Linked DNA regions of Mus musculus: all the other regions are linked to region 6. A link is a contact called in public HiChIP or PLAC-seq data. All regions are on one chromosome and are shown on one strand. Each heading gives the region's core, a stretch centred on a gene start, on an enhancer-like site or on the middle of the called end of the contact. The rest is flanking DNA. Distances are from core to core; before and after follow the strand shown. Region 1 overlaps Ttc28 (tetratricopeptide repeat domain 28). Region 2 overlaps Ttc28 (tetratricopeptide repeat domain 28). Region 3 overlaps Ttc28 (tetratricopeptide repeat domain 28). Region 4 overlaps Ttc28 (tetratricopeptide repeat domain 28). Region 5 overlaps Ttc28 (tetratricopeptide repeat domain 28). Region 6 holds the start of Ttc28 (tetratricopeptide repeat domain 28).

Evidence for each region. HiChIP or PLAC-seq counts read pairs in DNA pulled down with a chosen protein or histone mark.
Region 1: a contact with region 6 is called in an H3K4me3 HiChIP or PLAC-seq map of stem cell-derived neural progenitor cells, with 17 read pairs. The contact joins the enhancer-like site here to the promoter of Ttc28 in region 6. A contact is called at or near these places in 8 of 115 datasets of contacts at active chromatin or transcription factors (craniofacial prominence, embryonic basal ganglia, embryonic hindbrain and 5 more) and 2 of 9 other capture datasets (adipose tissue and liver).
Region 2: a contact with region 6 is called in an H3K4me3 HiChIP or PLAC-seq map of embryonic forebrain, with 7 times the contacts expected there. The contact joins the enhancer-like site here to the promoter of Ttc28 in region 6. A contact is called at or near these places in 2 of 39 promoter capture datasets (both in embryonic stem cells), 2 of 484 Hi-C or Micro-C datasets (adipose-derived mesenchymal stem cells and bone marrow-derived macrophages), 15 of 115 datasets of contacts at active chromatin or transcription factors (bone marrow-derived macrophages, craniofacial prominence, embryonic basal ganglia and 12 more) and 4 of 9 other capture datasets (adipose tissue, embryonic stem cells, liver and 1 more).
Region 3: a contact with region 6 is called in an H3K4me3 HiChIP or PLAC-seq map of craniofacial prominence, with 3 times the contacts expected there. The contact joins the enhancer-like site here to the promoter of Ttc28 in region 6. A contact is called at or near these places in 2 of 39 promoter capture datasets (embryonic stem cells and hippocampal neurons), 4 of 484 Hi-C or Micro-C datasets (bone marrow-derived macrophages, colorectal tumor organoids and embryonic stem cells), 18 of 115 datasets of contacts at active chromatin or transcription factors (bone marrow-derived macrophages, craniofacial prominence, embryonic basal ganglia and 9 more) and 2 of 9 other capture datasets (adipose tissue and liver).
Region 4: a contact with region 6 is called in an H3K4me3 HiChIP or PLAC-seq map of forebrain, with 6 times the contacts expected there. The contact joins the enhancer-like site here to the promoter of Ttc28 in region 6. A contact is called at or near these places in 2 of 39 promoter capture datasets (both in embryonic stem cells), 1 of 15 datasets of contacts at CTCF or cohesin (pro-B cells), 2 of 484 Hi-C or Micro-C datasets (bone marrow-derived macrophages and nephron progenitors), 10 of 115 datasets of contacts at active chromatin or transcription factors (craniofacial prominence, embryonic basal ganglia, embryonic forebrain and 6 more) and 3 of 9 other capture datasets (adipose tissue, embryonic stem cells and macrophages).
Region 5: a contact with region 6 is called in an H3K4me3 HiChIP or PLAC-seq map of embryonic basal ganglia, with 5 times the contacts expected there. The contact joins the enhancer-like site here to the promoter of Ttc28 in region 6. A contact is called at or near these places in 2 of 39 promoter capture datasets (embryonic stem cells and hippocampal neurons), 2 of 484 Hi-C or Micro-C datasets (adipose-derived mesenchymal stem cells and bone marrow-derived macrophages), 17 of 115 datasets of contacts at active chromatin or transcription factors (bone marrow-derived macrophages, craniofacial prominence, embryonic basal ganglia and 13 more) and 4 of 9 other capture datasets (adipose tissue, embryonic stem cells, liver and 1 more).

Annotation. Positions count from the first base shown.
Region 1 is chr5:111,158,867-111,162,006 of GRCm38.p6, forward strand. All of the region lies in intron 5 of Ttc28 (tetratricopeptide repeat domain 28), which reads left to right. Among named protein-coding and RNA genes, the nearest start is that of Gm35628, 74 kb to the right of the region's middle. Within about 2 kb of position 1,260, at least 64 of the 459 cell types and tissues checked have an H3K27ac peak or open chromatin away from gene starts, as enhancers often do. A contact at or near this core is called in memory CD8 T cells and stem cell-derived neural progenitor cells, where this site is marked.
Region 2 is chr5:111,198,649-111,201,881 of GRCm38.p6, forward strand. The region is part of intron 6 of Ttc28 (tetratricopeptide repeat domain 28); the gene reads left to right. Among named protein-coding and RNA genes, the nearest start is that of Gm35628, 35 kb to the right of the region's middle. Within about 2 kb of position 1,748, at least 84 of the 459 cell types and tissues checked have an H3K27ac peak or open chromatin away from gene starts, as enhancers often do. A contact at or near this core is called in adipose tissue, embryonic forebrain, forebrain and 3 more, where this site is marked.
Region 3 is chr5:111,241,882-111,245,000 of GRCm38.p6, forward strand. The region is part of intron 12 of Ttc28 (tetratricopeptide repeat domain 28); the gene reads left to right. Among named protein-coding and RNA genes, the nearest start is that of Gm35628, 8.6 kb to the left of the region's middle. Within about 2 kb of position 1,745, at least 15 of the 459 cell types and tissues checked have an H3K27ac peak or open chromatin away from gene starts, as enhancers often do. A contact at or near this core is called in craniofacial prominence, where this site is marked.
Region 4 is chr5:111,288,567-111,291,898 of GRCm38.p6, forward strand. It overlaps Ttc28 (tetratricopeptide repeat domain 28), which reads left to right. Exons shown (of 23, transcript NM_001267622.1): 23 at 1-1,214. Among named protein-coding and RNA genes, the nearest start is that of Pitpnb, 40 kb to the right of the region's middle. Within about 2 kb of position 1,960, at least 41 of the 459 cell types and tissues checked have an H3K27ac peak or open chromatin away from gene starts, as enhancers often do. A contact at or near this core is called in forebrain, where this site is marked.
Region 5 is chr5:111,219,386-111,222,386 of GRCm38.p6, forward strand. All of the region lies in intron 6 of Ttc28 (tetratricopeptide repeat domain 28), which reads left to right. Among named protein-coding and RNA genes, the nearest start is that of Gm35628, 14 kb to the right of the region's middle. Within about 2 kb of position 1,611, at least 91 of the 459 cell types and tissues checked have an H3K27ac peak or open chromatin away from gene starts, as enhancers often do. A contact at or near this core is called in embryonic basal ganglia, embryonic forebrain and stem cell-derived neural progenitor cells, where this site is marked.
Region 6 is chr5:110,877,890-110,881,298 of GRCm38.p6, forward strand. It overlaps Ttc28 (tetratricopeptide repeat domain 28), which reads left to right and starts at 1,914. Exons shown (of 23, transcript NM_001267622.1): 1 at 1,914-2,099. The coding sequence starts at 2,016.

The DNA of each region.
Region 1 (3,140 bases), core at 10-2,509, 280 kb after region 6:
CCTTGGAGTTTCCCAACAGGCCATGCCAAAATTGTGCTAAAGAGATGACCCCATGGGTAAAGAATGATTGCTGAGTTCAGATGCAAGTATCCCTGTAAAAAGCAGGGTGTGGCCACATACCTGTAACCCCCATGCTGGGAGTGGGGACAGGAAGGTCTCTGGGGCTGGCTGGCCACCACCCTAGCTGCGGACTGATTGAGAGACCCTGACTCAAGGGAGAGAAGCAGAGATCAATCAAGCAGGACCTCAGTCAATATCCTCCTGGCGTCTGCACATGCACAGTCAGGCTTGTATACACGTGCACACACACACATGCACACACACAGATACACACATATACACACACACAGGATTGTATACACATGCACACACAGGCTTGTATACACACACACACAGGCTTGTATATACACACATGCACAGGCTTATATGCATGCACACACACAGGTTAGTATGCACACACAAACAAATCATGCATATGCTGGCACTTTTGGGGTGTGTGTGTGTGTGTGTGTGTGTGTGGTTAGTGTACCATTGTAGCATCTGCCCTGCTGGAATCTCCCTCTCCCTGTTGGATACAAAGGAACAGTAGCTACAGTGTCCATGTGTAGGATCTCCAGATGACAGGATGTCTGTTGCCAAGGGAAGTCTCCGTTGATGGCCATCAAAATACTGAAGCTCTGAGATTTATAATCACAAGGGGCTGAGTGTTACCCAGACTGGGGAGCAGGTTTCCCCTGGGCACAGTCTCCAAATGAGAGCTCATGCCGCCTTCACAATGCCTCTGGCATCCCACAGGAGCCAGCGAGGCTGTGCCTGGACTCCTGACTCACCAGACAGAGCAACGAATGCGTGCTGTTTTAAGTGGCTCTGTCTGTGGACGTGTTGTTACGCAGCAATAGATAACTAACACAGTGTCTCGGCGGGGCTGAACAAGACACTGCAGTCTGAGCTCCTGCTCTGCATAAGTGCCTGGCATCTGGTAACGAGATGTGTGACTGTGCTTTACTAAACATTTCGTCCCTCACGCCTAACACTCCTAAGGAAACGAGAAAGTTTTAGTTCCCCGAAAAGAACTGAGTCAGCACCTTGATTGTCAAACTCCTGAAGCAGGTGTCCCAGATAAAGGACACCAGATGTGTCACAGCAGCTGGAGTAGGGAAAGTCTGAAATCACAAAGATTATGTCGAGTGCAGCTCTGTGCGCAGGAGAGAACAAAGGGAAAATGAAAATCAGGTTTCCTAGGGGAGGTGGGGGGAGCGTCTGTAGTGTGGTGATGGGGGAGCTTCAGGAGGCACCCCCACTTCCTGTAGACAGAGACGGTTGGCATGGTTACTGACGGAATACACATAGAACATTTTTTAACCCCTCCCCCCCGTTTCCGTGTGGCTCGATCTCTTACTCGAGCCCCAGATGGGGGTCGGGGGTCCCAGTTCACAATCAGTCCTCTGAGCTGCCTACCTCCCCTGACCTCAGGATAGCTGTGGGATGGAATAAGCTCCCTCTTACATCAAGGAAGAGGACTAAAAATTATTCTGTAAACATCTTCTGAGTGTTTGCAACTTGTTGCCTGCTCCTCTGATCTTCTCTACAGTAGCTCTCTGTGTCTGGTGCTTTTCCCATCACTGGTTAACCAAATAGTCCCAGGCTAAAAGCAGCCCAGCTGCATGCTCGGGAGCCCATGGCCAGTGGTCCCCTGGGATAGAGCTCAAATCTACTGAGTCCAGGACTGTGCAGAGCATCAGTGTGCTCTGAGCCCCCCACCCCCAGCCTTCCAGGGAAGCTCCAAGGTCAGTTTCTTCATAAAAGAGGCCATTTGCATTGTTAAAAAAAAAAAAAAACATTTATTGATATTGGCCCAGAAGCCAGGGCGGCCCACCTGTGAAGGTCTCAGTGTGACCCAGGCAGCTGCATGGGCTGCATAAACCTCTCTGTCCTCTCTGCCACGAGCTTAGGGTTTTCTCCCAAGAGCGTCCTCACCCGACTTGTTAGGAGTCTGGATCAGATTTATTTTCCCTGTCAGTTAAAAAAAAGTAAAAGACAATTTAAAAACTCTCACACAACAGGTAGCAGTGGGGAGGAAAATGTCAGACAGCAGACTGAATCAGCTGGTGAAGAAAGGCTTTTATTAGGAATGAGGAAACACACACTGAACACTCGCGCGCACACACACACACACACGCACACGCACACGCACACGCACACACACGCACAGCAAGGGGTGGGGCTTGGGAAGCTGAAGTCCAATCACACCTTGAGACTGGAGATCTCAGGGTCCCTTGAGAGTCTCCCTCCCTAATTTAGGATTGGTCAGTTTAAATAAAGACAGGGAGGCTGATGGACCCCCTACTTTGGGGTAATTCTATTCTGGCCTTAACATTTTCAGATTTGCTCACAGGTCGGGAAACTGTATTGATTGGAGAAAAAACCCGCCAGGAATCTGGTCTCTGGTCAGGAGTATGCAAGAGAAGCTGGAAGTCTGCCATCTTTGTATCTAGCTGTGGCCTTTCCTTCTGCCTGTCTGCTTATCCCTCACTCTATGAAGCAATAAAATTGTGGATGTTGCCAGTCTCACATCTTTCTAGTATTCTCTGTAGTCAGCTGGGTATGAGGCCCAGCTTGCCTCTGCTACACCACAGCCAAAGCCAAAGTCACTTCCAGTAGAACCCCCACCCCCACCTGTGACTGTATGTGTTTCCCAGCTCATACGGTTGGAACACTGTGGGTGGCAGCTCACAGGACATCGTCTTCTGTGAAAAGGGTGGCAGAAAAATGGTTTCCTTGACTTGGATGTTGGGGACGTTTTTATCAAAAAATGAACTAGCAAGCCTGACATCTTAAAGACAACGGCATTTGTTATCACTGCAAAGTTGTAAGGAGAAGTTGGAATGGGGGCAGGGGATATCTGTGCCTGCCAGTATGAGTGAACCTGATAGCTTCCTGGTATTTAAAGATTTTTCTGAATGAGATGGTGGTGGGTGGGCAAGCAGGGTGACTGTGTAGTGATGAGTGTGTGCACAGGTAAGGTCTGCAGGCAGTGCATAGTGTCGGACACTCCAGAGCATGAAGCAAGTTAGCTTAATTCTGAAGGGCACACTCTGTCCACTGATGGTACTTCTCTGTGTCCAATGTATCGCCTGACT
Region 2 (3,233 bases), core at 498-2,997, 320 kb after region 6:
GAGGGCCTCCCTAGTTGTGTCCTAAGATGGCAGAGAATGGCTGGACCAAGGAAGAGAGAGCACGCCCTGCAGCCTGCCTCCTCACCACCACTCCATGAGCTAATCAAGTTGAAGGCATCATCCCTCAGGCCTTCCCTGCGGCAAATAAACTTCAGTGTGTGCTCACAGAGGACTGCAAAGCCATGGCAGTGTCTGTCTGTCTGTCTGAATGGGGCAGAGGTGATAGGACCCAAGCATGCTGGGAAAGGCCAGATGTTAACCAATCCTAATCGCACACTTCTGGAAGCCACGCATGCTGGGAAACTCTGAGCATTAACTCACCCAATCACACGCACCCTTTCCCTCTTTCTTGCTCACTGAGCTCAGGCCTGTACCTCATTCTCCAGCTCAGCTTCCGTCCTGCTGGGGATCCCAGAGCCTAAAAGGCTCATGCTGGGTAACAGCAACAATTCCCAGACACTGCTGTGGACCCTGACCTTGCCTTTGGTGTAAACAGCCCCCACACTACTTCCAACTACAAAAGGCTCCAATGCCACCGCTTGCTCCATGGTCAGAGAATGTATATGAAGCTGACCTTGACTCCTAAATTTTTGTTAAGTTTTAAGATTATATATGTATGTACATCTGCATGGGGTATATGCAGGTGAGTACAGGTGTCCCTGAGGTCAGAGGTGTCAGGTCCCCTGGAGCCGGAGGTCATGGCAGAAATGAGGGGCTTCTTCAAGAACAGAACTCTGTCTTAATACTGGAACCATCTCTCTAGCCCAAACCTTTTCTTTATTTCAATTTTTTTATTTGTACGTATGCTGTATTGTGTTGAGTGTGTGCAGTGCATACAATATATTGTGCGGTGCATCACAACTATGTAGTATATCATATGTTGCATACGTGTGGTATATTATATGGTATGGGGACAGTATATAGGCATATACACGTTCAGGTGTGTGTATACAAACACACACAGAGACCCGAGAAGGACGTCAGGTGTCCTGTAACTGTCCATTTGACTTCCTTGAGGTGGGGTCTCGCTGAGCCTGGAGCGAGGCCTGTGACCAGCAAGCTCTAGTAATTCACCATAGCTCCCTCTCGCAGTGTGGGCGGACTCACAGGTGTGTGCAGCCACAATGCATTTTTCATGGGGTCTGGGGATTTGAACTCCGATCCTCATGCCTGCATAGAAAGTGCCCTTACCCACGGAGGCATCTACCCAACCTCAAACCTTTGAAATGAGCTAGAAATACAGTGAGCTTGGGAAATAGTTAAAGCATCAGGCAGCAACTGGATTTTATCGTACCATTTTAATTTTATTCCTTCAGTTAGTAGTGCTAAATTAAGCAGATTTTTCTCCTCCCTTTACACAGTCCCTTGCCCTACAGCTGTATAAGACAGTCTGATTAGCAAGGTAACTAAATAATATATTAACCTTTTGGATCTTGATCCAAGAAGTTCTCAAAGCGTGGGTACAATGGGACCTTTGTGCAAGTTTGAAGAGTGCTAATATTTATGACTCTGGACAAGAAAATCACTAGGATAGCACACTGCTCCTTCCTTTCAGTACATGAACTTAATGGCCTGTTCCTCCTGTGTTTAACATCCAGCCTCAGGAAACTGGTGCTGGCTCTGCTTTTTGAGGTATTCAAATAACAGTTTCCACAAAGGGGAAATGAAAAGGCCTTTGAGGAAGCTCCACACACCTTTGAAGTGGCTCGGAATAAAGACTTGACACTTACCAAGTGCCTGGGTGTGCCTGGTGTAGCTTCTCACGCAGTGTTCATTATTGCGTTGAAAACACACACAGGCTTGTTACCATCAGGAACAGGAGCCTCAAAGACCGGGGGGGGGGGGGGGGGCGTCGTCGGGGTCCCATAGAGAGCATGGGGAAGAGCGGCAGCTGTCTAAAGCCAGAGCTGGAGCTCACTGAGCCTCCCTGAAGAAACAGCTAAGCTCTTAAGAGAGCTCAACTGGCGTGCCGGAGGAATGCGGACAGTGAGGCACAGCTACCAGGAAACCCAGAAAAGGAGTTCATTTTCTGTGGCACGGCTTCCCATGGTCCTCACTGTCATCTCCACCTCACAGGTGGTGTGCCTGCCCACCCACCAGGAGATCCTGCCGGACCTCACAGTGCAACCACCTCACACACTCACACACACACACACACACACACATGCACACGCACACGCACATGAGTGAAATTGACAGAGACTCCATGTTTAAGATTCTTTGCAGCATAATTGTTAATTTCATGGTGACTTCAAAAAGTCACTTTTCCAGAGGCTCCTCCTGAGGCAGAGTATGCACCCCCAGAACTGGAGGAAAGCCAGGAGGCGACTTTTAGTCACTAGTGCTGACTCAGCGTGTCCCCACTTGACTTCCAGGCATCTCAGGCTGCCGCTCGGTGGCTTGGGTGTGCAGAGATGCTGCCCTCCCCGTCCTGCTGGAGAGCTGGTTGCCCTGGGGGAGGGAGCACTTTCATTTGCCAGGGAAAATTTCACTGGTGCCACTCAGAACGTCTCCAAAAGCAGTTAAAAAGTGGGACAAGGGCTCTGCCATGTGCCCAGCGCCTGTGAAACAGGCCCTCATCAGAACAGCCCCTGTGGCAGAGCTTAACGGGCTACATTCTTAAGCCAGATTGGCAGAGTTGGCCACTTACTGGAAGCAACGGCAGTCAGTAATTGCATTTCCCTGGTTCAGATGGTATGTTCTAGCAAATCCATTATGGGACACTGAATAAGACAAAGACAGCTTATAACTCGGCCCAGCTGCTGGGGGTGCTCTGGGGGGACCCATAATCTGCTCTGCGACTCGGTAAAACTAGTGAAGCCTCACAATAAGGAGACCTGGAGTTCAACCAGAAATTCCAGACTGTCGCCTTAGCAAAACAGATGGTGGCCCCCAGGTCGTGGCTCCGTCAGGCGAGCTGGCACTGTCTGCCTCACAGCTCTGGTACTTCTCATGTGCCTGATGAAGAGAGGCATCCACATTGCCTTTGTGCCCACGGAGAACCCACGAAATCCTGTCTGTGATGCAGGGCCCGTGGCGTGACGCTGAACTCTGTACTAAGCCCTTCTTCTCCAGCCTCCCTCTCCTGGGGCTTCGGGATTCTGTGTGCAGTCCTGTTGAGCTGGCTGCTCTTTTCCTTCCTGGAGAAAGGTAAACTACTTGAAGTATGTGCCAGTTTCTCGTTCTGACTGCCACCCATGCACAAAGGACTCACTCTCAAAGCAACGCATGGG
Region 3 (3,119 bases), core at 495-2,994, 360 kb after region 6:
GTAAAATACACTCCCTGGTCTAGACCGATGAGGCCGAGCCAGCCACCCTCACTGCCGATTCTCACTGAAAGTTGGAGACCACCTTCCTCCATGGAGGTGAGGTGGAGAAACAAAGCCAGACCCTAATCCACTTGAAGCCATCGCTTCCTCCTTTTGTCCCTCTCCTGTTGTTGCCTTGGACACCACAGCCAGGTATAGAACTCAGGAGATCTGAGGGGTTATTGCAGAAAAGACTGCATTCGGTGTGAGCACGTTTTCTGTGTGGATTTCCTACCTCTGTTTTCTTCTCTCAGACCTGTTTGTGTCCATTCTGGGTACTCTGTGAGTTTGATTAGTAATGTCTGGCTCCTCTGTGGGGCTTCAAAGCCCACTGAGAGTACAGACTGGTTTGGCCACTTTCCCCAAGGTGGCACCCGGATCACAGTCACTCTGAATATTCCCTGACTGGGACCATGCCTCCCCCTGCCCCACACAGGGTACCCCGTACCCCCACGTCAGTACTGTGTTGTCATAATGCATTAAATCCAAGGGCGGGAAAGATTCTCAGCCATTGTCTAAAGTGCCCGGCTACAGATATGAAAAATCATCATCTCCAAAGAAAGATAGCTGCAGACGGCACAGACCGAAAAAGGAGGAGGGGGTGTCCGTGTCCGCTCAATGTCCTGGTTTCACAATGGCTGTCATGCATTTTTCTTCTGGGGTAATTTTTTTTTTTTTTTGTATTTTTTCTTCCTGCCTGCTGCTGCTTGCCTTGATTCAATGTTGAGTTTTAACCCCTAGAGATAAAAAAGCAGGTTGTCAGTGAATGGTGACTTTGAACTACAGGGGTCTTGAATGTAGAATGGCTGTCTTCAAAGGACACAGAGTTAGAGTTGGGAGAGTGGGGAAAGCTGCATGTGTAGCTGTCTTTGGAAGCACAAGGATGGCCCTCTTGCTCATCCTGTAGTACTAACACTCAGCGTCAATCTCACTGCACAGGAGGTAGCAGCGGTAACCGGCCACTCCGGGGTTTCCGGCTGGACCACGCATGTGTGTGCAGCTAATGTTTGTGTTTGGCCTCTTCCTCTCCAATGAGACCTATCTTTTCTTCCTCCTGGCTAAAGAGGAGAGAAATTGCCTCTTTGAGGCCTCTTCTGTCCACCCACAGGTGCCTGAACCTGCTCAGCGTGGCTGCATCCCCAGGCTTCCAACTGAAGCTCAACATGGCTTGGGGAGTTGCCCACGGCCCCCAGGTACCTGAATCATGACCTAGACTTGAAATGTGGCCTTCAGTGAAGGCTCTCAAAGTTGGGTGCTGGCAGCCATCTAGGGTTGGGGAGCCACATGCTCACATTGCTGAGAGGAAGAAGGGAGCCAAGCACAAGGCCTCCGTGATCATCTTCCCAGAGGCTGCTGTCCTTTTGCAAACTGTGGTAGACTTTTATTTTCCTCTTCTGAAGCGTGCATTTGTTCTACTGGGTATTGGTTAGTCTCACTGATCTTAGGAGTGCAGCAGACGAAAACACAGTGTGCAAGATGGGAAAACAGAGAGAGCCTGTTACCGAGCAGGCTGACACCTCTGTTGATTAAAGTATCTTAGGACAACAAATCTGAGAACGGGAGAATGGCTCTTCTCGTTGAGAAGCAAAAGTTCTTTGGTTTGAAAAATTATTTTCAAAAACTGAATGTATTGCCCTAGGTCTTCTCTGAGAAGCCCAGCCTTCCTCCAGCATCACCGGCTCCGTTTCCGACACGGGCAGGCTCTGTCAGTCTTGCACGCAGCTCCCCTGTGTGATTGCCTCGGCAATTTCTGCTCAGCCCTGAAACAGGCTTGGCTCCGTGGCATATTTGAAAGACAGAAGCAATTTTAAAGCAGTGGAGACTTGAAGCCCTTGTGGATCAGAGGAGGGGTGGAGAGCAAAGTGTGTGGGGCACAGAGCAGAGCAGGGTCCCCTTCACGGTGCCAGAGCAGCTGGTTTTAATCACTGCAGCCTCAAAGACTGAGGGGTCATCTGGGGTCAGAGGCAGGGTGCCGACTACGGGATTGCTCCCGTCAGGATGATCTACCAAGACTCTTCAGATCTCTGATGTGATAGTTTTCCTGCCTTTGAGAACTTCCTAGTGTTGCCCGGGGCTGACAGCAGTGTTAACAGAGATGGAACTGGAGCTGCCAGGACACTGCAACACCAAGTCTCACTCATCGAGAGCAAGCAGAAGCGCTTTGTGGCTTGAATAAGAAATCTATGCCCCACGGGCTCCTGGACCCCAAATAGGTTGCATTGTTTTAGAAGGTGGTGAGAACTTTAAGGAGGTATAGTCTCACTGGAGGGAGTAGGCAACTGGGGGTGCGCCTTGAGGTCACGGAGTCTGGCCCCACTTTCTGTCCACTCTGTGCTTCTTGATTGCAGACACAATGTGACTGGTGACCTCATGCTTGTCACCACAGGCCCCACTGTGCCAGAATAAATTCTCCCTCTCTTAGTTAAGTTGCATTTGTCAGACATTCGGTCCCAGAAACATGAAAATTAGCATCCGATCAGGCAGCAGAGATGAGATAAACGAGGGGGGCTCTAGTGAGTGCAGCCTTGGGGACTTGCGTGAGAAAACAGCATGGGCAGTTTTGGAAGAACTCTCCCAGTGGGGTGACTGCGCATTCCTGTTGGCCAGGTGCTGTTGGGCCACAGGGGACCAAAGGGGATACAGAATCCCTGTCCTTGTGCACACAGGTCAGAGGTTACAAGGGAATGAACTTCACAGAGCTCGACTGTTTGGTGAATGACAGGCATCAAACTGGCCCGCCTCCCCTTCTCTAAATAGTCCCTGTTCAGTATTCCAGAGCACAGAAGATACTGAAATCAGTCTACCAGACCATTATCTGTACACACACACACACACACACACACACACACACACACACACACACACACTCACACACACTCACACTCACAGACTCACACTCACATCCACACACATGCACGCGCACACATACAAACTCATACTCACATTCATACACAGACACATACACACAAATTCATACACACATACATACACATGCACACACAAAGACTCAGTCTCTCTTTTCTCTCTCTCTCTCTCTCTCTCTCTCTCTCTCACACACACACACACACACACACACACAC
Region 4 (3,332 bases), core at 710-3,209, 410 kb after region 6:
AATAAAAGTCAAATGAAGTTCTCAGCTACGTCGCAAAGCGGACACTTCAAATCACGAGACTGTATGACCAGAGTTCTGTATGGGTCAGGGTTTGGCGACCGTGACCCACAGCTAAGGCTGGTGAATGAGTTTGAAGTTCTATTTGTTTGTCTTGGCAGTAAGTCAGCAATGGATTTTACCTTTTAAAATGGTTAATGAGTACAGCAGAAATCCTGATTTTTGCCTCTTGGTTCACAAAGCCTGAAGTCACCTGTTACCCAGCCTCTTAAAAGAAAGGTTGGCAACTCCTGATACACATAACTGAAAAAAAAAAAAAAGGCCAGGAAGTATTCAAGGAAGCAGGGGAGACCGACTGGCCCATTGGGCCCAAAGCCTCAGCGAGGCCTCACACTTGGTGGAGGTGGCTCCGACCTAGCTCTTGGCTCTTCAAGCCAACAGATCTGAGTCAAAGTTACAAAATCGGTCTCTGTTTCCCCTTTGCTGGTAGTAGAGAGACATCCCCTTAAGCTCAGGAAATTTAAAAAAAAAAAAGTTTTTAATACATTTTTTCCTTAAATGTTCTACCCTGCCCTACCAGACAAAGATATGCTCCAGACCAGCAGAAGCCTCCTCTGGGAGCCTGGTGGGACCACACAGCAAGGCCGTAGGCTGCCCCAGTTTTCACCAGCAATGACTCCTAACTGCAAACACACCCAAGAAAATCACCCACCAAAACTTACACATTGTTTCTGCACCAGTGCACAGGTCTCACCTTCCTCCCCCTTTAAAAAAGAAAGAAAGAAAGAAAAATCAGTCCACACTGATCAGTGGGTCACTGGTGAGGTGCTGCCGGGCACAGTGGTCCTCAGCACCTTGCAAACGGGCAAATGGCAACAGTGCAGCTTCCCCTCACACACTGTACTCCTGGCTTGTGAACTGGGCCTGTTTGTAGAGGATCCTAGAGACGTCCATGCCAGCACTCACCCACCCACCCTCCCCGTTGTCCTGGGCACCTCCCTACTTGGCATTCACTCTCCTTATATGCATTGTTAGCCACCTTTGGCCTACATGGACTCTTTTTTGTAAATTACACAATTTCCAGACAGCATTAAACTTTTTATATTATGAAATTTTGCCATGTAAAAAGAACTCCATATTTTTATTGAGGCTGCAGGGCGCTTGGCCCTTCCTTTGTGATTCAGTGTCTATTAAAGCATGAGCCTGTCAGTTTTAAATGCTGTCTCCGAGTCTCTTTCTATCCCTTTCCCACAATTCCAGAGTGACCATGTTTACAAATGAGCACACACCTGAGTGCACCGTAGGAAGAGAGAAAGGGGCACTTGCACCTGGTACTCTAGCCATACACAGGACCTTAGATGGTCAGCACTGTGGCTCTTGTAGACTCACGGTGGAGAGCCAATGATGTCTACTGTTGAACGGCTACGTGGGAGGGAAAACACATCAAACAGATTTTAGCCACCCGGGAACCCCCCCCCCCCGCCCGCCTCCTCCAAGAAACTTTCAAGGAACCTTTTCAGGGAGAAAACCATCCTTTGTGTGGAGAGGCACAAAGCTAGCGAGTCGGACAGCGAGGTGCGGGAGCTGTCTCCACTGGGTGACAGCGAAAATATTAAGCAGCAATGTATAAAACATTGCTGTCCTGCCCGTGCCGTTTGCAAGGCTCACTGCAGCACAGCCCCAGATGGCTCATAACTGAGGGTGGAAAAACTCCAGCAAAAAGAAACAGCAGGGAAAACTGGCCCTGCTGCCTCACGATGGGCGTAGCAGAAAGGCAAAAACGTTGACAACGAAGCCTTCAAAACTCACATAGAGAAGACAGACAATCCAGTACTGAGAAATGTCCCATCATAAAGGGAGACTTCATCCCATAACCCTACACAGCCAAAATACCAGGGTATGTGGTAGGTTATACAATCCAGCGAATGGGAAACCTGCTGTGAGCAGTGAAGCCACGCTCCTCATGTGCACGTGGAGGGTGTTCATGAACACAGCACACATGCAGACCACACGCTCACTCCCAGACAGTAGCAGAGAGCACCAGTCCCCACCACAATGGTCACAGTGTGCCGCGCTACTCATCACAAAGGGGCACGTACGCACTGTGGCTCCTCAATTCCAAGTGCATTCATTCCCTGACACAGAAGTAATCAATACAAAAATACAGGCTGGGTCGAGTTGTGAGAGCACTGTTCTAGAAAGTGTGAGGCTCCTGGTCGCACCCCCAGAACCACCAGGAGAAAGCACACACCACAATGTCCATGGATACCTCCAGCCACCCTGAGCTTGCTTCAGTGTCTCTTAAGTATATAGCCTTTTTCTAGACTTCTGGAAGCTGACACAGTGGACCCCAATAAAACAAAAACACTGAAGACAGCAAGCATCTTGGGCTCCCTGAACTCAAGTGCCTGTCTCCATACTTAAGCCAGGCACATCCTCCTGTAAGCCTTACTCGGGGCGGGTAACTGCCGATGACCCACTGGCCTGAGAACCTGCTATGGTAGTTGCTGAGCTGTGTAGTCAGGGAGTAGGGACGGCATAGGGGGCATCTAGACACATGTTCCCAAAACTTAATTCATGATTGGTTGAACCCATAGATGAGGAACCCACAGGTAGGGTACAGAACACCAGCTGTGAGTAAAGTCCTAAGAATAAAACTGGGCTGGCCATAGTGGTGCATGCCCCAGAACTTGGAAGGCAGACATAGGCAGATCTCTGCGTTCGAGGCCAGCCTGGGGCATAACAGAAAGGGAGTTCAGGGACATAACAGAAAAACCCTGTCTTTAAAAACAACAACTGTAATTCCACAAAATAAGTGGAATATAGGGGCTTAAATTTTTTCTTATACTGGAGCTGGAGAGTGGCTCAGTGGTTAAGAGCACTCATTGCTCTTCAAAAGGTCCTGAGTTCAATTCCCAGCACCCACATGGCAGCTCACAACTATCTGATGCCATCTTCTGTTGTGCAGATGTACATGCAAAGTACCCATACATACATACATGAATCCTTTTTAAAAGTTCTATATGTAATTGCAAGAATCCACAACCCCGGAGGAGGCTGCAGCTCTAAGCTGCGAGCGACATGGGTCAACTCTGGGCACAAGAAGTTGGGAAGGCAAGTCGGGAAATCAGAGGAGACACTCAGACAGGCAAGGCTGAATCAAGAAAGCAGCAGAGGCTGCAGCTCAGAACAGCTCGGGCTGTCAGAAGCACAGGGCTGATGGGATGGGCAGGAGGGGCGCTGTAACCAGAGATACGTCAGAAGCCATACGAGGAGCACGCATGCCCAGAAATGCTCATGTGCATTGAACATGAGACACTGCATAGGAGAAACGC
Region 5 (3,001 bases), core at 361-2,860, 340 kb after region 6:
TTTTGGAGTTACACCACCACCCTGTTTGAAAATATACTTTGCTGTCCAACCTTGGTAAAAAAAAAAAATAACAGCAAGCTACCTACAAGGACATGGCCAGTTCTAGCGCCTGCTCTTGCACCTTTGTTTTGAGCCATCTGTTGTCTGACTAGGCCCGTCCCCCACATCCATACCCCAAGCTCCGAGATATTTTCAAAACCACGTAGACGTGGTGCATGTGAAAACTTGAGGCAGAGATCCAGCCGATAGGGACGGATCTCGGGACCACATCTGCTGTCCAGAGGCACCAGAAAGAGCAGATGCAGTGCCATGTCCCCTCCAACTCCAGACAAGGTGTGCGCCAGCCTATAAGGCTAAAGGTCACGGCCGTGAGCTAACGTAGGACACAGTACTGGTTATCCCGTGTGAAATCTGCATGCAGTGTCTTGTGGTAGGCACGAGACCTGGTAACCTGGAGAGCCTAGCGACCAGCCTAGCGATCACTTCCTCTTCCGAGATCCCCAAAATGGGAAAATGTGCTTAGGCCTGCAGCAGGCCTTGATTACTCTAAAGAGCCTCCTGATCCAAAGGGGGCCACACAGAGCACACAGTGCCAACGTGCCTGCCTCGCTTTATTATTTAACTGTTAGCAGACTAGTGTAACAACTCCCGTGCCCGTGCTGATGGCCTGATTTTCCTCATCTTGTTTCCTCTATTTGCTTAAACACCCCAAGTCTCCCCCAATACCTAGGATATGTCAAACAGCGGGGACACTGGAGCTGTTTCATCTGTGGACAGTCCCACCGAGGAGGACCTTACTCAGCCTGACTGCTGTGCCAGGTCCCGCTCTGTCTGGAGGCAGGTAGACTAGTACAGCCAAGGGGACAGGGGTCCATGAATTCTGCTGGCCGCTCCCCTCTCCTCCCTGAGACTCACAACCTTCACAGGGTGAGCCTGGGGTGGCGAACGTGTCTTTCCTGTTCCCCAGACCTCGAGTTTCCCACGCGGATGGCCGAACTCTTGTCTGCTTGAAGGCAGAGGAAAGAGCAGGTCAGCTCTAAAATCCCAGCTAGGCACTGGTAGCAATCAATATGAAGTATGACTGGTCTCTGTGCTGTGTGCATAAGAACTGAGGCCCTGGTCCCAGCGAGCTCAAATGAGAAGCCACCAGCATTCCCTGCTCAACTGGCAGGGGTGCCATCTTAGTGGAAATATTCTCTGTCTGGTCTGACCCAGTCCCACTGAGTGTGCTAAGCATGCCCTCGTGGCCCTTGCCACAGCCTTTGAAGTAGACATTAGTATTCCCACACAGAAAGCCCATGGCGGAGACCCACAGTGACCATGTATACATCCTAACCACGTGTCCTCTCCCACAGCCCTGGTGAGGGCCCAGCTTTGTGAGGCCTGTCTGTCCCACTAATCTTCATTTAATTCCCTCCCCGCAGCCTATTGTCACGGAGGGCATCCCTGCTGACAGCCCCTCTGTACCTCCTCATCTGAGTGGCATCCAAGAAAGGGCAGGAGGAGCCGCACATTAGCCCCTCAGCGTGAGCGCAGCCATTCTGTGCTGCTCTCCGGATGCTCTTATGTGGCTTCAACAAAGAGAACAGCTGCCAAGAGGCCACACTGTCCCCACAGAACGAACGCCCCAGGCTGGCAGCTGCCTGAATCCGCCAAGGGAGACACCAGCCAGTGGAGGGAGAGGGCAGCTCAGCCAGGCCAGCCCTGCTTTTCTCTGTGTGTGTGTGGAAGCTGTAATTTTGAAAGCCCTCCTCTGGTTCTCTGTGGGCCAGTGGAAGATAAGGAAGCAGCAGCAGCTGTCTGGAGACCAGATCGGTTTGCTATAACCAGCAGGCAGCTTCCCTCACAAATCATTGCAACCCCGGGCAGCCATTTCTATCCTGACTGCTTGCTGCTCCCAGCCCAGACCCTTAGGCCAGAGTAAGAGAAAGAAACTCTCCTGCCGCCGCCTTGTGCATTAGCCACACCGTCTTGGGTGTTATTCACAAAGCAAGATACACAGGTTGCTTATTGCTTTTCTTCCTTTCTTTGTCTGTTTTTGAGAGTCTCCTGTTGCCCAGGCTGGCCTCAAACTTACAACCCTCCTGCCTATACCTCTTGGGTGCTGGGATTACAGGCATGCCCCACTATGGCCAGCACTCCATGTCTCTGGGATGATTATAATCTGACCTTATTGTTTTTAAAGGGGGTGGGGAAAGACTTTTGATTTTAAAACAAAAACAAGAAAGACCTCAGACTCATTACAGGTCTGTCTGTCTGTCTATCTCCAGGACACTCAACTGAGTAGGGTGGAGGTGTGCCTGTAAAACACGACTTTAGACTTTGTCTAAAGCTGGATGTTTTCCTGAGGCTGGGGTTCTAGGGAAATGGGGTTTAGCTTTTCCCACAGGAGGGTAGCAGTAGCAAGGCCTTGTGTTGGCAGATAGGGAGAGCTACACTCTCAGTCTTTCCTCCTCTTATATCCCAACCAGCAAGCGATCATATAGGTGCCTAAAATGTTGCAGTAGACTCCAGAGGCTATTCAGAGATCACTGAGGGCAGAGGTATCATAGGAGGTGGGGCAGGAGCAAGGCCAGGCAGGGCTTGCACTCACAGCGATCCTTGGTTGGGCAGATCCTCTGACCCATTTTAGAAAGGAGAAAGGAAGTATATGATTCATTTTGTACAAGGATGGTTGAAACCATGACACCTGAAGGCAGTTTAGGAGGACTGGCTCAAGGCAGGTCTTTAACCGCAGTGTCCCCATATTCCCACCACTAAAGGGCCTACTACACTGAAGGGACATTTCCTAGTTCTCCAACCCTGCCAGGCTCTGGAAACTGTGCCCCTTCGAAGAGAAAGCTGGCGACATTCTCAGCTCCATGACTGGACACAACCCCAGGAATGTCACTTGTCCTGTGCGGTCAGAGTTCTGACCCCTCGCATGCACACTTGGCCGCTTTGTCTGTCCAGTTGATGACTGCGGGTCAGAGCAGAGCCCACCCGACTGCACGCCACGATG
Region 6 (3,409 bases), core at 664-3,163:
ACTTTGCTAATTGATGACTGCTCACATTGTAGCTTATTGGCTAAGCTACATTGAGCACTTTGCTTCAGAAACTCCACCAGGAGAGGACATTCATGAGCAAACAGTTGTTCCTGTGAATGGCTGTTGGTAGGCTCACTCCCTTGGGAGGCCGTTCTGAGGTTCCGCTGGTCCAGTGCAGAGGACAAATGGGAAATGAGTTGGCTTGAGTATTTAATGCAATGAAGGTAAGGAGGACAAAAGAGTGGGTGCCAAGACTGCATGGCAGGATTCTGGAGGAATGAGAAGCTAGGGGAAAGGAAGTCCTAGAGCTGGAGAAGTTTAAGGTAGGGGGCCTGGTGAGAAGAGCCAAGAAGAGCCCATTGTTAGCCTAGAAGAGCCAAGAGTAATTGTTAAACTGAGAGCGCCTAGGGGCTAGCATGTACTTTGATATGCTAATATGCACCAGGAAGAGCCCCTCTAACAGACTCTGGGAACCCTTTTCTTCAGTAGATTGGTTCCTGTCTTAGGGTTTTATTGCTGTGAACAGACACCGTGACCAAGGCAACGCTTATGAAAAACAACATTTAATTGGGGCTGGCTTACAGGTTCAGTGCTTCAGTCCATTATCATCAAAGAGGGAGCACAGCAGAATCCAGGCAGGCATGGCACAGGCAGAGCTGAGAGTTCTATGTCTTCATCCAAAGGCTGCTAGTGGAAGACTGACTTTCAGGCAACTAGGGTGAGGATCTTAAACTCATACCCACAGTGACACACCTACTCCAACCAGGCCACATCTGTTCCAACCAGGTCACACCTCCAAATGGTGCCACTCCCTGGCCCAAGAATATACAAACCATCATAGTCCCTCTGTGGAAAGACTGCACAAGAATCACAGACTGAAGACTCATGTCATATTTGATCCAGGTAGACAAGATCCAAGGCAGAAAGGTATGCCTGAAGGTGAGAGAGACCTTTCCCGGACTCTGTTACATGATCAGGAATGTTCAGGACTCAGTTACATGATCAGTGGTGGTGCAGGCCTTTAAACCCAGCACTCGGGAGGCAGAGGCAGGCGGATTTCTGAGTTCGAGGCCAGCCTGGTCTACAGAGTGAGTTCTAGGACAGCCAGGGCTACACAGAGAAACCCTGTCTCAAACAAAACAAAAGAAAAAATCATCAGGAATATTCTTTTTTGTTTACTAGGTTAAGTTCTCATCACTGTGTATGATAAAGATGAGAGGAACAAACAAGTATGTAAAAGTTCCAAGAGTAACGAGGCAGTAGTGCACGCTTTGAGGTAGCCAGAAATCCGCCTGCCTCTGCCTCCCGAGTGCTAGTTTTTTTTTTTTTTTTTTTTTTTTAATGTAATGTGCATTGGTGTTTTGTCTGCATACATATGGGTGTGAGGCTGTCAGATTCCCTGAAACTGGAGTTGCAATTGTGTGTTGTCATATGGGTGATGGGAATTGAATCCTGGTTCTCTAGAAGAGCAACCAGTGCTTTTAACCGCTGAGCCATCTCTCCAGCTCCAAGTTCACAGTTTTTAAGGAGACGAGGCGCTGCACTTTTTCCAGGGATCCCTCGGTTCTTAACTGCTCGAAACACAAGGTCTGACCTTCCAGAGAGCCACTCAGTAAGGACAGCATCCTTGGATGCAGGAGGTGGGTTTCTGAAGATTCGATCCTAGCTAGATAAGGGAGGGCGCCGACACAGGCCAAGGAGGCCAGCGTTCGCCGAGTCACTCTACTCTGGCGCCTTCACGGGCCGGGCCCCGCGTGGTGCCCTCCGGGTGGTCCGCAGTGCGGCGGGGGGCCGCGCAGAGCCGGGAACAGCGAGCGAACAGCTCCGGGAGGGCTCAGGCCGGGAACGCACTTGCGCGGTGCGAGCTGTCTCGGCGGGCGCGCGGGCGCGTGCGCGGTGAGGGCGGGGGCGCTCGGCGGCGCGCGGCACGGCAGGAACATGGCGCGCGGGAGCGGTGCGCGCGCCTAGCTGGCGGGACCGTTAGCTCTAGGCAGACGCCGACGGGCCCCGCGGGGATGGAACAGCCGCCGCCTCTGGCGCCCGAGCCGGCCTCGGCGCGGAGCCGCAGGCGGCGGGAGCCGGAGTCTCCGCCGGCGCCGGTGAGTGTGAGCGGGGCGCGGGCCGGGAGACTTTCTTTGTGAAACTCTGTCGGTGCGAGCCGGGCCGGGCCTCGGCGGCCGACGATGACCTGCAGGCGGAGGCCCCTCCGCTCGTCAGGGTTCGAGCCCCGCAGCGAATCATTAGGCAGACCCTGTGCATCATCTGCCTGCCTGCCTCAGTTTCCACGGCTGTGTGCTTGGAATGCACTGGGCACCTAATCTCCCGCACCTCCTCTTCCTCGACCCCGCCCCCTCGGAGCGGGACGGGGCTGGGGTGCGGGGCGGGGGCATCCGAGTCCACCGGGGCGGCTGGGAGGCTCGGGGGTCCCCATCCCAGGTGTGGTTGCTAGGGAGTGGGCTTTTGGTCCCTAGAAGGCTACAAGGTTGTTGGTGTCTCACCACAAGCAGGTACTGGAGAGCTTTAGGTCTACCTGGGCTTCCAAGTGTTTGGGTGTGTCTCTCAGAGTGAGGGATGCTGAGCAAAATGGACTTTTTCCTGGCTGGAGTAGTGTAGTCTTTCTCCCTCTACTCTGTGGTGTGTTTTCAAGCCACTAACTAGCCGGGGTATAAAGTAATAATCTGGAGCCACATACTGCACCAAGAGACACACGCACAAAGTGGTTTCCCAAGGCAGAGAAGGAAAATTTGAATTTTTAGCAAGTTTTCAAAGCTGTGACTGGGGGTGGGATGGGGGGCGGTGTCTGGCGAGCTGTAAAGTGTCCCATAAGCAGACAACTTTCCCTGCATGGTACCTAGTATGTAGTAGATGTTCAGTATGTATTTGTAGGACTGAATGATCCTGGGGTTGCAATTTAGGAGCCCTTGAGACACTTAAGATGTCATTTGAGATAAACATCTGTCAGTCTTAACTTCATATGATTTTTCTCAGCACCCGGGTTAACTTTTGTCGCTATTTATAATGTGATATTCCCAGTGTACTTTAGTAAAAAAGAACAAGGTATATGTTGATTAGGGTCAGCTAGTATCCTGGCAGGGTATAAAGGGTCAGCTCTGTATATCGATTAAATTCTGAGGGTCAGGGAGATAGATAGACGTCTCAGTGGGTAAAGGGGTCTGCTACCATGCCTGAGCACCCGGGTTGGATTCCTGGGACTCACACAGTAGGATAGACTGGACTCTGGCAAGTTGTCCTTTGACCTCCCTGCCAGGTGCAAAAAAGCACACACACACACACACACACACACACACACACACACACACACATACACACACAATAAAATAAAATAAAATAATTAAATCTGAATTTTAAAAATGTACTATTTCCTTATCTTCATTTAAGAACATTATTA